2 separate regions of the Sus scrofa genome follow, and region 1 is linked to region 2. Evidence: chromatin contacts called from public HiChIP or PLAC-seq data. All regions are on one chromosome and are shown on one strand. The core of a region is the stretch at or near the end of the contact, and the rest is flanking DNA. Distances in the headings are between cores, read along the strand shown.

What was found. HiChIP or PLAC-seq counts read pairs in DNA pulled down with a chosen protein or histone mark.
Region 1: an H3K27ac HiChIP or PLAC-seq map of skeletal muscle shows a contact between it and region 2. The contact joins two enhancer-like sites. A contact is called at or near these places in 2 of 47 Hi-C or Micro-C datasets (heart right ventricle and liver) and 1 of 2 datasets of contacts at active chromatin or transcription factors (skeletal muscle).

Annotation. Positions count from the first base shown.
Region 1 is chr1:267,677,650-267,684,255 of Sscrofa11.1, forward strand. All of the region lies in intron 8 of RALGPS1 (ras-specific guanine nucleotide-releasing factor RalGPS1), which reads left to right. Among named protein-coding and RNA genes, the nearest start is that of ANGPTL2, 21 kb to the left of the region's middle. Within about 2 kb of position 1,777, at least 3 of the 83 cell types and tissues checked have an H3K27ac peak or open chromatin away from gene starts, as enhancers often do. A contact at or near this core is called in skeletal muscle, where this site is marked.
Region 2 is chr1:267,547,444-267,554,641 of Sscrofa11.1, forward strand. The region is part of intron 4 of RALGPS1 (ras-specific guanine nucleotide-releasing factor RalGPS1); the gene reads left to right. Among named protein-coding and RNA genes, the nearest start is that of ANGPTL2, 110 kb to the right of the region's middle. Within about 2 kb of position 3,293, at least 27 of the 83 cell types and tissues checked have an H3K27ac peak or open chromatin away from gene starts, as enhancers often do. A contact at or near this core is called in skeletal muscle, where this site is marked.

The sequences.
Region 1 (6,606 bases), core at 527-3,026, 130 kb after region 2:
AAAAGAAAGCCCTGTACATATTTATAATAGCCATTTTAAAGCCCTAGTTTACTAATTCCAACATTTATTTAGGTCATTGGTGGGTCTGATTTCATTATTTCTCTTGCTCAGGAGCCACGTTTCCTTGCTTCTTCACATGCCTATAATTATTATTTTTTTTTAAATTGTACCCTAAACGCTTTGGATGATACATCAGAAAGACTCAGTATTTTATTGTCTTCCTCTCAAGAGTGTTGTGTTTTGGTCTGGCGGGCAGCTGAATTACTGGCATATTCCCTTCATCTTGTAGAGGCTTGGTTTTTAGGTTTTTGTTCAGGTAGGTTTATTTTGGTTTTGTCCATAATCCCAAGTAGAACCCTTAATCCTGGGTTTACTTGTAAGGCATGGATGGCCTTTCTGGGATTAAATTGAGAGCCTGAGATGTTTGCTAAGTCCCTTTAACTTGGCAGGACTTGAACTCCAAACTGCATCTTCCAGGCAGCTGCTGAACTTTCTGCCTCTCAGCTACTGCTTTCCTTTGGGCTCCTAAGAGTCTCTTTCTCTCCCCATATGCAATTTAGGGCTTAACTAAGGATTCATGGGGAATTTGTGTAGTAATTTGGGAGCTCCTCCTTCCTTCTTCGGCTGTCTCCTTTCTAGCATTTTCCCCTTCCATTTGCATCCTCAAGGTCCAACCTCTTTCTCTCCTTCCCAGCCGGTAGCACTGCTGCATTCTGTTTTATCATTCTGTGTATCACCATGGATAGGGAAGTACCTTGGCGATTGCCCCATCATTCAGGAATCACATCTCCTCCAGCTTCTATTGATTTGGGTTGCTGTCAAGTGCTTTCAAGCAGTTGTCTTTTGTATGTTGTCCAACTTTTATCATTATTACTAACCAGAGGGTTGTTTCAATACGATACACCCCTCCTTTTCAGGAACTGGATCTCCCCACGTCCCAGTTGAATTTATCTTCTCTCCCAAACCTTCTGTACTCCTACTTTTATTTGGTGCCCTACCATAAACCTAGCCAGCGGTTGGTCATTCTTATTTCAGCTCTCTGCCCTCCGTGTTCTTGGTCCTAGTCTGTTGGGAAATATCACCCCAATAATTCATAGGTCGGTTCAGCTCAGTGTACCCACTGGCAGATGAAAGAAACGTGTGATCCTCGCAAGTCTTGTTAGAACACCTTAAGGTAGCTACCTGGGATGTGCTGGGCATCAGGCTTAACATTTTATAGGTATCTTTTTTCCCTCTCCTCCCAGGACCCTATGAGAGAAGTATTACTATTTCATTCTACGAGCAAGAAGAGGGAGCTTATTAGCAACGTGCAGTCCCTTGCATCAGGCCACACTGCTAGGAAGTAATGGGACTGTGACAAAGATTTACATTAAAGATGGGAACTCTTGTGTGTTGTCCTGGAAACAAACTATTTCTTCGCTTCTAACTTTTTAACACTCTTTTTCTTGTTTTAAGATCTCTGAAGTCAGGATGCATCTTGAAGTTAAGAGCAAATCAGAGCTAAGTTGGCAGCACTTCTTTTTTACTAGAACGTTTAATGGTAGACCCATTCAACGGTTGATGACTTCTCGATTCGAGGAAGGGTGGCAGTTCTTAGGGGCCAAGGCTGCAGTGAGGTTGACCCACGGGTGCAAAAAGGCAGGGCCCTCCTTCTCCCGGTCAGCTGATCTTGGCAGGACCTGGGAGAGTGTCAGAGCCTCAGGAAGGCTGTGGAGCTTCCAAAAGCCTCCACCCATCCACACTTAACGAAACAGCTGCCTCCGAGCCGAGAGTGACAGCTGGTCCCCTCCTCTCCTGGAGGTGTTGTAGTCAGGTCCTATGACTCGCTGCCTCGTGCCTGGCAGGGGCCACATGTTTCCTAGTGAGAAGTTAGGAGATTTCATTTATGGGGAGATTGTAAGGCAGTGCTACTGGTTACCCCGTACTGCCCAGCGTCACAGAGGATGTCCAGGCACACGGAAAGCCCTTCGAGGACACTGTGTCTGGTAGTTCTTGCCAAACGGGTGTATCCACAGGGTGCTCGCTCAGTTGCAAAGCAGCTTGGGGGAGCCAGTTGTCAGCTTGTGTATGTCCCATTTCATCCCCAGCTTCCCAGGCTGACTGTGGGGGGACGGAGTCAGGGCAGCACCTCACCTCAAGCCTGGACACCACCTGACAGTCAAATACATTTTCAGTCAGCAGGTACTTATTAAATAAGCCCCATCTGAACACCGAGTGTGGGCTCCAGGTCAGTTTGCCCAAAGCCAATTTAACTGAGACTTTAGTTGACTGGTTTTCATTTTGTCTTCATCCCAGTATTTTAAAGAATGTTCATCGCCGCCCTCTCACGCAGCAGCTGACGTGAGGGCTCATCCCCAAGAGGGGAGACCAGGGGGCAGGGAGAAGAGAGATTTAATTTTAGTTTGCTGGCTTTCTTTGTAGCTTCATAACAAAACCTTGACAGAAAATTTCCAAAGCTGTTTAAAATCATCCCTATCCGTTTAAAAAAATTTTAGACAGCTGCTTCTGGAACATGTTGTCTGTGTCAGACAGGACCTTTGTCCCAAACGGGATGTGAGGGACTGGAGGCAGCTTTGTGGTCAGTGGGGACGGACCCCAACCCCCGTCCCGAGTGGCCCTGTGGACATTCTCGTCCTGAGGATCAGCCAAGCTGTGCTGACCTTGCTTGTCTGTCCCGGGGCCCAGAGAGGCAGCCGAGCAGATAAAAGAGGGCCTCTGGCAAGAGACTGTTAGAGGGGGCCTCCTGGCATGAGGCCCAGGTGGCATCACCAAGCAGAGGTGCTGGTACCGGCAGGGAGCTGGGCTGGTGTCATGGGCTGAGCCTGGGGCCGCCTTGGTCCGGGCTCTGTCCTGAGCATCTTACTTGAGGCCTAGAGCACAGAAACACGTGCCAGATGTCTGTCGAATGACTCCATGGGAACACTAGCCTTCTGAAGGTCTGTGGCACAGCCAGGGTTTCTTTCTCAGGGTCTCCGGGTGAGGACATCAAGGAGTGTCATTTGGGAGTCTGGCTAGCAGGAGGTGGGAGGAGGCCAAGAAGAGAAAGACAGGTGCCCTGACATGGCCAGGCTGTGTCTAAAGCGCGACAGGCTGCCCAGCCCCGCCCCAAGCTGGCTCTGGGGGTCCTGAGTAACTCCCTCCTCCTCTGATCTGGCGCCCAGGTGCCCCCGCCCCAGCCTTGCCCTCCCCCTCCACTCCGCTTTGCCCTCTGCCAGGCAGGTGCAGGAAGGAAGGCAGCACGTGATGGGCCTTCCAGCCCCGTCCTGCCAGGTGTGGGTGGGGCAGCAGAGGGATGTGGGCTGGCATTCCTGGGCAGGGGCACGATGGTGGTGGTCCCAGTATCAGCCCCTCTCCTCTGCACAGCAGGGCCGGTTCCCAGAGCGCTTCCGCTTCTGTCATCTCCCTCGAGTCTCTCAGGAAGCCTGGGCGTGGGAGGGCAGGAGTGACTCCATTTTATAGGAGGGAAAAAGGAGACTGCAAACCTTATGGTTGTTATTATCGTCATCGTTTATTAAGTGTTTACTACGTATCGGGCATCATGCCTATTCTTTCACTGGCCTTGGCCCTGCAGGTCCTCCACTGTCTCTGCGAGGGCAGCGCTGCAGCAGGCCCATGACTTGCTCCCACCCCGGGCACTTGGTCTTTGTAAGCTCCTTCCTCCATTAAAAATATTAAAAACCATCTTCTGGGACTATATCTCTGTAAAGACAAATATATTAACATTATACATTAAAGCATTTTCTGACCAAAAATTTCACTTTCCATTTTTTATTTTTATATTTTTTGCTTTTTAGGGCCACACCCACAGCACATGGAGCTTCCCAGGCGAAGGGGTCCAATTGCAGCTGGGTAGCCACCAGCCTACGCCACAGCCACAACCATGCCAGATCTGAGCCGGGTCTGTGACCTACACCACAGCTCACGGCAACACCGGATCCTTAACCCACGGAGCGGGGCCAGGGATCGAACCCTCAACCTCATGGTTCCTAGTCGGATTTTTTTCCACTGCACCGCGACAGGAACTCCTCACTTTCCACTCTTGTTTTAAAAGTAGCTAGGATATTTCTGTGAGCCCCTGCTAGTGTCGTGAGCCCCCACACCGTACCTGCTGATGACTCGGCCCCAAATGTGAGTCAATACACCTTTCTCCACAAACTCAGAACCCAAAATCACTAAAAAATACTAAAACCAAAAAACCAGCAAGCTTTTTTTTTTTTTTTAAAGAAATTTGGAACAAGTTCACGTGGCGGTAAAATCCGCCTTGAATTGACATGAGGTTCTGAGTAGCGTCTGGGCTGCTTAATGTCACCGTCCACGTGTGTGCAGGGGCCGTGCCCTGCAGGGCTGACCTCGCCTCCTCCACCCGCACCCCCACCCCGCCCCCGAGGACTGGCTGGCCTGCAGATCTGCTCTCCTCGCCTGGACTGCGAGTTCCTTGAGTCCAGGGCCATGTTGTGCTCATCTCCATGGATACAGATATTAATCACTTCCCTTTAAACCCATGATTTCCTCCTTCTCAATGAACCCACCGGGAGCTGCTGTCTACAAATTTATCTATAACTGAGATCCAAACTGATGAGCCAGTGCCTGGCGGGGGCGGGGTCTCTGGATGGGCTTTGCATGAGCAGATCCTCGGAGGGCGTTTGCACTCGGGTCCCCGGAAAAAGCCCTGAGGGATGATCGATCATGGCGAGTGGTAATGGAGACAAGACCGGCTGGGCATTTATTGGGTGCCAGGCACCGTGCTAAAGGTTAATGCGAATGATCTTATCATACTCCGTGTGGGAAGAACCTCCACCTTCCTCCTTTCAGAGCTGAGGAAAGTGAGGTTTAGACAGGTAACGCAGCTTGCCTGAGGACACACGGCTCTGTGAGGTGGTAGAGCAGAGACCGGACCCGGCACGTGGACTTCCGGGCGTGATCTCACCCCTGGTGCCACCAGGATGGTGCTTGAATCCGGCCTGGCCCCCAGGGAGCAGCCTGAGCTCAGGACACTGCGGGCTCTCAGCAGAGGCCGGAGGAGCTCTTTTTCACTACACTCGTGTTGGGATCAGGGGCTCAAGCCGTGCCGAGCTGTGAGACTCGGGGCCAGGTGATAAAGTGCCACAGAGCACAGCCAAGGGCCAGGCTGCCACTCCTGTGGGGGACATCCACTCAGCTGTTCCACACATGCCTACAGTGCCAGGCGCTGAGGACACAGCGATGAACAGAGCAGACACAGCCCTGGGCCTTTTGGAGTGTGTGTCCCTTCCAGGAGGCAGACAATGAAGGAGAATTTCTAAGACTGAAGAAACCAGTTAATGGGAAAGGGAAAGGGGGGGGTGGGCAGAGGTGGAAAGGAGGCTGGTTTAAACAGGGTGCGCAGGGAAGGCTTCTGGGAGAGAGGGTTATGTGAACAAGGCCCAAAGACTGGAAGGGGGCAGCCGTGCAAAGGAACAACATGTGCAAAGGCTGGGGGACGGGAAGGAGCTTGGCCTGGCCGAGGAATGAAAGGTGAGCGTGGCCAAGACGAGGGGACAAGCAGGAGAGTGGAGGGAGGAGAAGTGAGAGGGTGGACTGGGCTAGGTCCTGTAGCCCAGGTGACGCCTTAGGCTTGGATTCAGAGTATAGTGGAGGCTTCTGGAAGGTTCCAAGCAGAAACATGATATGCACTATTTTGCATTTTCCATTGTCTCTCTTGGTGCCGGGTGGAGAGTGGTCCAAGGGGAATAAGAATGGAACTGAGAGCAGCAGTGGGAGACTTGAGGGGGGCTGTTCAGGTGAGAAGCAAGGGGACTGGCACCAGGGCAGTGTCAAGGAGGCAGGGACCAGTGGTTGGACTCAGGCTAGGTTTTGGAGGAACGCTGACAAAAACCCAAACCGACTCTGACCTGGTGAGGCTCAAGCTGCACTGCTTAGCACCTTGAAGATTTGCCACTTGGGAGCCCTAGAAATGGAGTTCTGGGAATGAGAAAGTGGCCCACAGGTGGGAGTGCCCTGACCAGTTGGGCAGTGCACACCCTGCACAGCTGTACACGGCAGCCCTGACCATAGCCAGCACTGGCGGTTGGGTGGTATTGGGGACCATCCCCTAGGAGTGTGGGGAAACAGGCACCAACAGGGAGCTCGAGTGAGGAGACCCCACCCCAGAGGCTACCAGAAATAACTGGGGGAAACTTGGAATGAGTTGAGATGCAGCAGAAGTGCTGGTGAGATCTACAAAACCTTTTTGAATTGCTGTCAATGTGAACCTGTGTGTCCCCTTGGGCTGGAGGGACTGGAAAGCCCACTGACTTACCCCACTCCTGAACTAGCTTGCTTTCACCCTTGGAGGAGCTCCTAAGACGGGTACTCGTGAAGTTACTATCTGGAGAGACATGGACAGCTCAGGGGCTCCTTGGGTTCTCACCAGAAATTATTTTCAGCAAAGATTCGTGGCTCTGCTGCTCCAAACCTGGAAGGGGGAGCTTTGCAGCAGGCCCTGTCAGGAGAGACAAGAACTTGCAGCCGTGGCCCTTGTAAATCAGGATGGGTCGTTTTTGCATCTTGCCAGGCTTAAGGCTCTCAGACCTGCCTTGGGTTCTCTGAATAGCAGGTCTGGGGTGGGGCATCTCGGGGGCTAGTCTC
Region 2 (7,198 bases), core at 2,043-4,542:
GGAGGCGGGGATGGCAGCTCCGGCTGATTGCAGGAGGGAAGGGTGGGGAATTCTTCAGAGGCACAGCTAAGGGCAGACCGAGACTTCCCACAGGGCAGAGGGCACTCACTGCATGTGGGAGGGGCCTCGTCCAGGGCATATCTTGTTTCAAGTCATGACAAGGTGTTAAGGTGGAGCTAGTTTGTTTCAAGAGGAGCTTGGAGCCATGGTTCTCAGTTGGGGCTGCACCAGAATCACCTGGGCCTTTGAAAGACTGGTGCCCAGACTCCACCCTAAACCATGGGATCTGAGCCTCTGGGTCAGAGTTCGGAACCCTGTCAGCCCCACTTTGTAGAGGTTTCCCAGGTGATTCTGATGCAGAGTGAGGGTTGAGGCTGGGTTGCTTCCAGGTACCTAGAGAAACCCGAGACTTTTAGGTCTTAGATCTATGATATGCTAGCTAAAAGCAGAAGAGTTTGTTCCTGATGGTCATTGTCAAAACTGTGGTTAAAAGAAGCACGCTGGGAGCTCTCCCAGCTTTCTTGCTATTGTTATTGTCGTTAGACTGAACACTGGAATTTTTCCCCTCGGTGATGCCTGCCACATTATGGCTGGACCACCCCAGAGCTGGAAGCACATGAGCACGGGATACTTGTAAGTTTGATGTAGTCGAGACTTTCCAGGAAGCAGAGGCCAGCATCTGAGAGCAAGACGGGCACAGCGAGTGGTCTGGACGCCCAGAAGATCAGGAAACCTGTGGGCTGGTGCTTTTCAGTCCTGGCTATGTGCCAGAGTCAGTGGAGGAGCTCCATAAAAATCCAGTTACCTAGGCTTTATCCTTGGAGATTCGGATTCCACAGGGATAGCGTGGGCCTGGGGGTCTGTTTCAGTCCATTACAGTCGCTATTCTTTTCTTTTTTTTCTTGTCTTTTTTGCCATTTCTTGGGCCAGTCCCGCAGCACATGGAGGTTCCCGGGCTAGGGATCTAATCGGAGCCATAGCCACCGGCCTACGCCAGAGCCACAGCAACACGGGGTCCAAGATGCGTCGGCAACCTACACCACAGCTCACAGCAACACCGGATCCTCAACCCACTGAGCAAGGCCAGGGATCGAACCTGCAACCTCATGGTTCCTAGTCAGATTCGCTAACCACTGAGCCATGACAGGAACTCCAGTTGCTATTCTTTTTGATGCATAAAATTATCCTGTTTTTAAACAATGGGATTCCTTTCATATCCTCTCCTATAGCCTTTGAACATGATCCCATTATTTTTTGATAACTTCCTTTCTTTTTGATACAGCAAGATATACCAATTTCCTGCTGAAGACCTGGAATCGGGCATTCCTTCAGAGGTCCTGGTTTCTTTTAGTGGAGAATGATACTGAGAAACCACAGTCTGCATGAGAAGATGTTCACTGCGCCCGGATTGCTCTTGCTGTTAGGCCTTTTTGGTGGCCAGGGCTAGGGAATACTTAATTTTCAAAAGGAAAAGTCATGAGTTCATGATGGAGTAGGTGGTGGTGTTTCTTCCCCAGTTCTTCCTTCGCCTTCATCCTTGTCATGTCTCCCCTGTGGGTGGGGGGAAGTGCATGGACTTTGGGCTCGGTTCTGTGACCTGGGCACCCATGATGCTGCCAAGGGACTGAGCTGGTGAGGGGCGCGAAGCTCCCCCCAGCCCTCTTGGCACTCGTGCCCCTCCACGAGGGACCCGTAGCTCCTGCACATTTAGTCTGACTCCCCAAGTGAGGACGTTAAAGACGACCTGACCCCAACCCAGAGCCTGAATTCCAGCTTAGCTTGACTCCACCCAGGTGACCCCAGCAGAGATCGGCTGAACTGCAGTCCCTCGACTGACCTATGAACTAAATGTTGTTGCTGTGAGCCTGAGGTTTCAGGGATGTTTGTGATAGCACATGATCAGCTGGAAACACGACCAAAGCAGTGTTGATCTTTCCTGTTCAGATCTGGCATCCAGGATTGTTAACTTAACTCCCTTGGTTTTTGCGTGTTCTCTTTTACACTGACACTTTTGGTTCCTGGCAACAATGAATAATTACCTTTTTGTATTATCTCATCATATGTATAAAGGAGTTTTAAAATGATAACATCAGTAGTACAGTGAACCAGCAGGTGACGTGTTAAAGTTGAACACTTCTCGGCACTTCTGTTTGTCTTTAGTCCCTTTTCTTCCTCTCTTCTCTCCCTCCTACCCCTCCCGCACCCAGATGGGCCTCCCTCCCTGGCTTCCCCCCATCGTCCTTGGCAGCACCTGGGCAGAGGCGGTTCGGTTCACTGGGTTCTGGAGGGCTGCATCCTGGTGGAATCCCAGTGCCTGGAACGTGCTAGATGCACAGTGGATGTTTGAATGGGTGGAGTGGGAGGGAGTGAGAGGAGAAGTGCTGTAGCAGAGCGTCCTCTGGCCACGTTCAGACACACAGCCAAGGAGGGGGAACGTGATTGCTGGGGTGCCTGCTTTGCGGTATAACCACTTCCCCCAGAGCAAGGCTTTTGCCTGGTGAGCTCAGTCTTTGAAGATTCAGATTTCCAAACGCTGTTGATAACCGAGGGTAGAATGTGGCTTCAGCGAGTTTCTGCAGGGGGGACCGCAAGAGCATTGGCCCAAGACTTAGAGGAAGCCAGGCAGACAGTGAGTTCAGGATTGGCAGAGAGCAAGGAAAATGGAAGTTTGCAAACATGGAACCGTCATGGCCCTGTTCCCTGGTGACTCCAACAAGTGACCAATTTTATCAAAAGTTGGCCCGTTACGACAGATACAACGTCGTAGCGTAATAGCTCACAGCTGTGTTTGACGTACCCGCTGTGGCCTAGAACCCCATCACCACCGCGGGGGATTGGGTTGCAGGCCTGGGGGGAGTCCTGGCTGCCAGGGCTCGGGGAGAGGGCTGTGTTGCGGAGGAGGCCTTTCCGAGGGGTCCTGGTGGCAGCAGCCTGTAAGAGGGTACATCTTCAGGGTGGCATTTTGTCCCCCCGAGCCTTCCCTACAATCTGCATGTCACCCTGCCCACCCCCCGGGGCTGTGGAATGGAAGGCCCAGCAGTTTCTCAGAGCCCGGTTGGAATGTCAGAGCTGTTTTTGTCATTAGTTTTAATGTGGAGCAGCATCGCGGGGGAACTGCTGTTCTTAGAATGTGCTGAAAACGCGCACGCTCTGTGCTTTCCTCAGCCCGGTTCTATCCAAGCCCGGCTGCCGGGCCCACCGAGCACGGACTCAGTCTGGCAAGGCTGGGAAGGAGTCCCAGCTTCACCCTTCCTGGCTTGGACTTTGGACAAATTACTCATTCTCTTTACGCTTCAATGTTCGCGTGTGTAAAAGGAGGGAAACCATGGTTTTTACCCAACAGTGGGTGTGTGAGACCCCCGCACAGTGCCTGCGTGTGGCAAGTTCCCGGGAGCATGTGGCTGCGATTTCTCACCCGTACCTGGTTTGAGCAGGTCCTGTGCGTTGCTCACATGAGCACCATGCTCCAGAGAACACGCAGTGATGCCTGCGAGGGAGCAGAGGCCCGGAGGAGTAGCGGGTTGGCTAAGAGCACTGTGCTTGGCACCCTTCCGACCTGAGTCACATCTGGTCCCCGGGATGGGGGAGACTGAGGTCTAGGTTACACCATGGCGCCCTCGAGTGCAGGCGGGGGTAGACTCGCTCTGCCCTTGGAGTTGGGACTCTGGCGCTGAGCCTTGAAGGCCGTAAGGGATTGTATCTGATATGCGACTTGGGAAACAGAATGGGAATGGGGACGGGCATGTCAGGCAGAGTGCATGACTCACCGAAGAGGCGGATAATGTATTTTGTCAAGTTTAACGTGACCTGTGGTTGTGGCATCTGGGGAGAAGAGAAGTCGAGCCTGCTGTTCTCCTGGGTCTGTGCTCCTCAGGGCATCGTTGCTGGGGATGTGGGTATGCCAAGGCTCACCAGAGGCCAGTGGGTCATTCTCTTGCCAACTGGCAGCCGAGGGTGAGCAGGGTCACAGAGGCATGTGGATGGGTGTCCAGCAGGCCCAAGTGTGATGGACATAAACTGCAGTGGTACTGCATTCAGGAGGTGGAAAGATTCTCCACGTGCCTGTGTTTTTTCCATCTTCTTGCTGCCTCTGCCGACACTGCCGCAGCCCGGCTGCCAGATAGCCCGGTAGTGAGACTGACCTTCGCTCATTCGCTCATTCATCAGTCTGTGGTGCTGCCTGTTGCGGAGACAGGGGCGGGGGTGGGGGACGTGGACACAATTCCGAGAGAGCGACAGGCAGACTTGTAAACACACAGTGGACCAGAGTATCTGGGGCATCAAGGAGAAGGTGGTGGGTGGGGTGGGCAGGAGGCAGAGCTCTAGCTTGTTAGCCTTGGGGATTCACGGAGAGGTTGCAAAAGGGGAGTGTCCTGGATGGATTTGTACTTTAGAATGTTGGTTTGAATTGCCAATTGCAGGCAGCAGACTGGCTGGGGGGTGCGCAGCAGCCTGTGGGAGGCAAGGGCGGTGGCAATGGAGAGAAGGGGCCCGGCCTTAGACCCGTCAGGGGGCTGCCATGAGAGCTGAACCAAGAAGACCCAGGAGAAGAGGGGTGCGCTGTGCCATTGGGGAGCAGAAGGAAGAGCAGGTAGCAGGGAAGGAGGCAGAGGCAGTGGCCCTGGATGCAGGAGGCCCAGGCAGCCCGGTGTCCTGGAAGTCAGGCCGCGTGGTCGGCAGCGTTTCGTCCAGGGGAGGGAGGCCAGGAGGTCATGTGGGCGAAGGATTTCCTAGTTCAGGGTCAGAGGCGGGGTCGCTCTAGCAACCACGCTTTCGAGGGCGAGGGCTATGCCTTTGGGTAGCTGTGGTGGGGGGGGCATGGAAGCCTTTCTGGGGGGAGGCTGAGGTGTGACCCAGTTTACCGACGTGCCCGGAGATGACGGCAGGAGAGTGGGAGGAGACTGTGAGCTAGAGTGGAACGTGAGAGAGCATCCTGGGGTCGGGAGCTGATGGCAATGTGGGGGGGACATGGAAGTGTCCAGAAATGGCTTGGGGCTCCCCAGAAGACAGTTGCGGGCCTAGACTGAGAGCATTATGAGGGAAGGGACCAGAGTGTCACCAGCATCTGCCACCTGGGTTCAAGGCACAGGCCTGGTGCTGAGTGTCAGTGGAAGGCAGGCCAGGGGTGTTGGGTGGGCACACGTCCTCTGTCCCGACCCCTTCCTCACTGGGGCTCTGGAGGGAACCCGGGATTTAAAGGGAAAAGAATGAGGAGGTGGGAGGTGCGTTAACAAATGTTGTGGGACAATGGAGGCCATATCCAGTTAGAACTCTTTTTTTTTTTTCTTTTTCCTTTTTATTGTTGCACATGTGGCATACAGAAGTTCCCAGGCCAGGGGTCGAATCAGGGCCACAGCTGATTCGGCACATCCACAGCAACACCAGATCCAAGCTGCATCTTCGGCAACACCAGACCCTTAACCCACTGAGCGAGGTCAGGGATCAAACCTGCCTCCTCATAGGGACAATGTCTGGTCCCTAACCCTCTGAGCCACAACGGGAACTCCCCAGATAGAACTCTTGTCCCTGAGCAGAGGTAGCGGGGGGCACTCACTCTAGGGAGACTGGGTTTCATCCTTCCCTGAATCAGGGCTTGAGACCTTGGGCTATGGCTGGACTAGCCTCTGCTGGTCTGCAGAGAACTGACCTGCAGGAGTGGAAGACTCCCCGCTGACATACAGTTTCCTCTGGGCAGGCACATGACACGTTGCAGTTCAGGAAAACACTACTTGTGGGTTCAGGAACCTGACCCTCTGGCCTTTTGTCTGGATGCCGTTCGCTTGCTCTGAAGAAGCGGGCATTCCAGAAAGCAGAGGTCAGTGTTGGAAGTCGGACAAACCCTGTGTGTCTTCGCTGCTCCTTGGAATCACAGCGTTTGGCTTCGGGAGGAGGGAAGAGTGTTGCCAGCAAGGCAGTTATTTGTAAAGAGGAGACTGGTTTCGCTGACATCATTAAAACCCCTCTTTCAGGTCACATGCTGTTTTCTCAGACCGTTTCCCGCCCCTGCCCCAGCCCAGCCCAAGTCACTGCCGCCTCCTCTGATCCCATCTCCCCACATCCAATCCTGCCCCCAACCTCCTCTCTGCCTTGGGAGATGTCTTTCTAAAGCTAAAGCCTGACTGCGTTTCGTCCTGCTCCTAGGAGGTAGACTTGTCTCCTCTCCCAGGCAGCCAAGGTTCCAAGGGATGGGCCAGCAGCAGACCTCCATTGTGTGCAAATGTCATGGCTGAAAAGGCAATAATTAGTGTTTCCAATCTGTCTCCCACCTGGATTATAAACTCTATGGCCACAGGGATCATCCAGTACAATTCACTGTGTCCTGCCATCTACCCAGTGCTTGATGTTATTTGCTGAATATATTAGGGTGTAGTAATAAAAATAATAACAGTAAGATCCCATTGCATCCTCTTGACGTAAACACTACACTGGCTCTCTCTGTAAGAAAAACAAACCTGAATCGGGTAGTGGGGGGGCGGCGGTCCAGGTGCCCTCGGAGTGGGGCCACGGCCTGGGGAGGACGGCTCTGGCACAGGGCTTTCCAGTACCTGAGCAGCTGTCTCTCTCCTTTGTCACTGCTCTGAGTTTGCATTTGTTATTTGCTTCTCGTTTCCTAGTAATTGCTCTACCCATTGCAATGATCTGGTGTCACAATCGAAACAAAGTGGAAAAGGGCTTTCCCCCAGCTCCATTCATGATGGAGACAGAGGCTGGAGTCCCTCTCTGGGCTCCCCAAAAAAGGCCTGCTTGAAGGGTGGGGAGAGCCGGCTGGGAGTCAGATCTGACCGCAGACATAGGCCAGCAGCACATTTGATCCGATGAAGCCAACACTTTGCAATTTCCAGACTCATTATTTTCTTCCTTCTTGAGTGTGGGTATGACATTTTAAATAAATTAATAACACAAAACAGAACCTTTGGTGAACAGCTGCTTTTATCCCCGGGGGCTTGGCGCCTGGTTGTGACTTTGTGAGGAAAATGGGCTTTGTTTAGACTCTTGCTGCAGGAGCAACGGCCTGATTCTGATCACAGGCAGTTTGGGGTGTTGGGAGGCTCACCCTTCGGAGGCAGGGAGATCTGCGTGTGGAACCTGGCTCTGCTGCTCTCCAGCTGCGTGCGCCTGGCAAGTTTCCGCACCTCCCGGAGCCCGTTTCCTCATCTGCAGCATGGACAGGATGCCCATCTCATGGTGTTGTGATGCT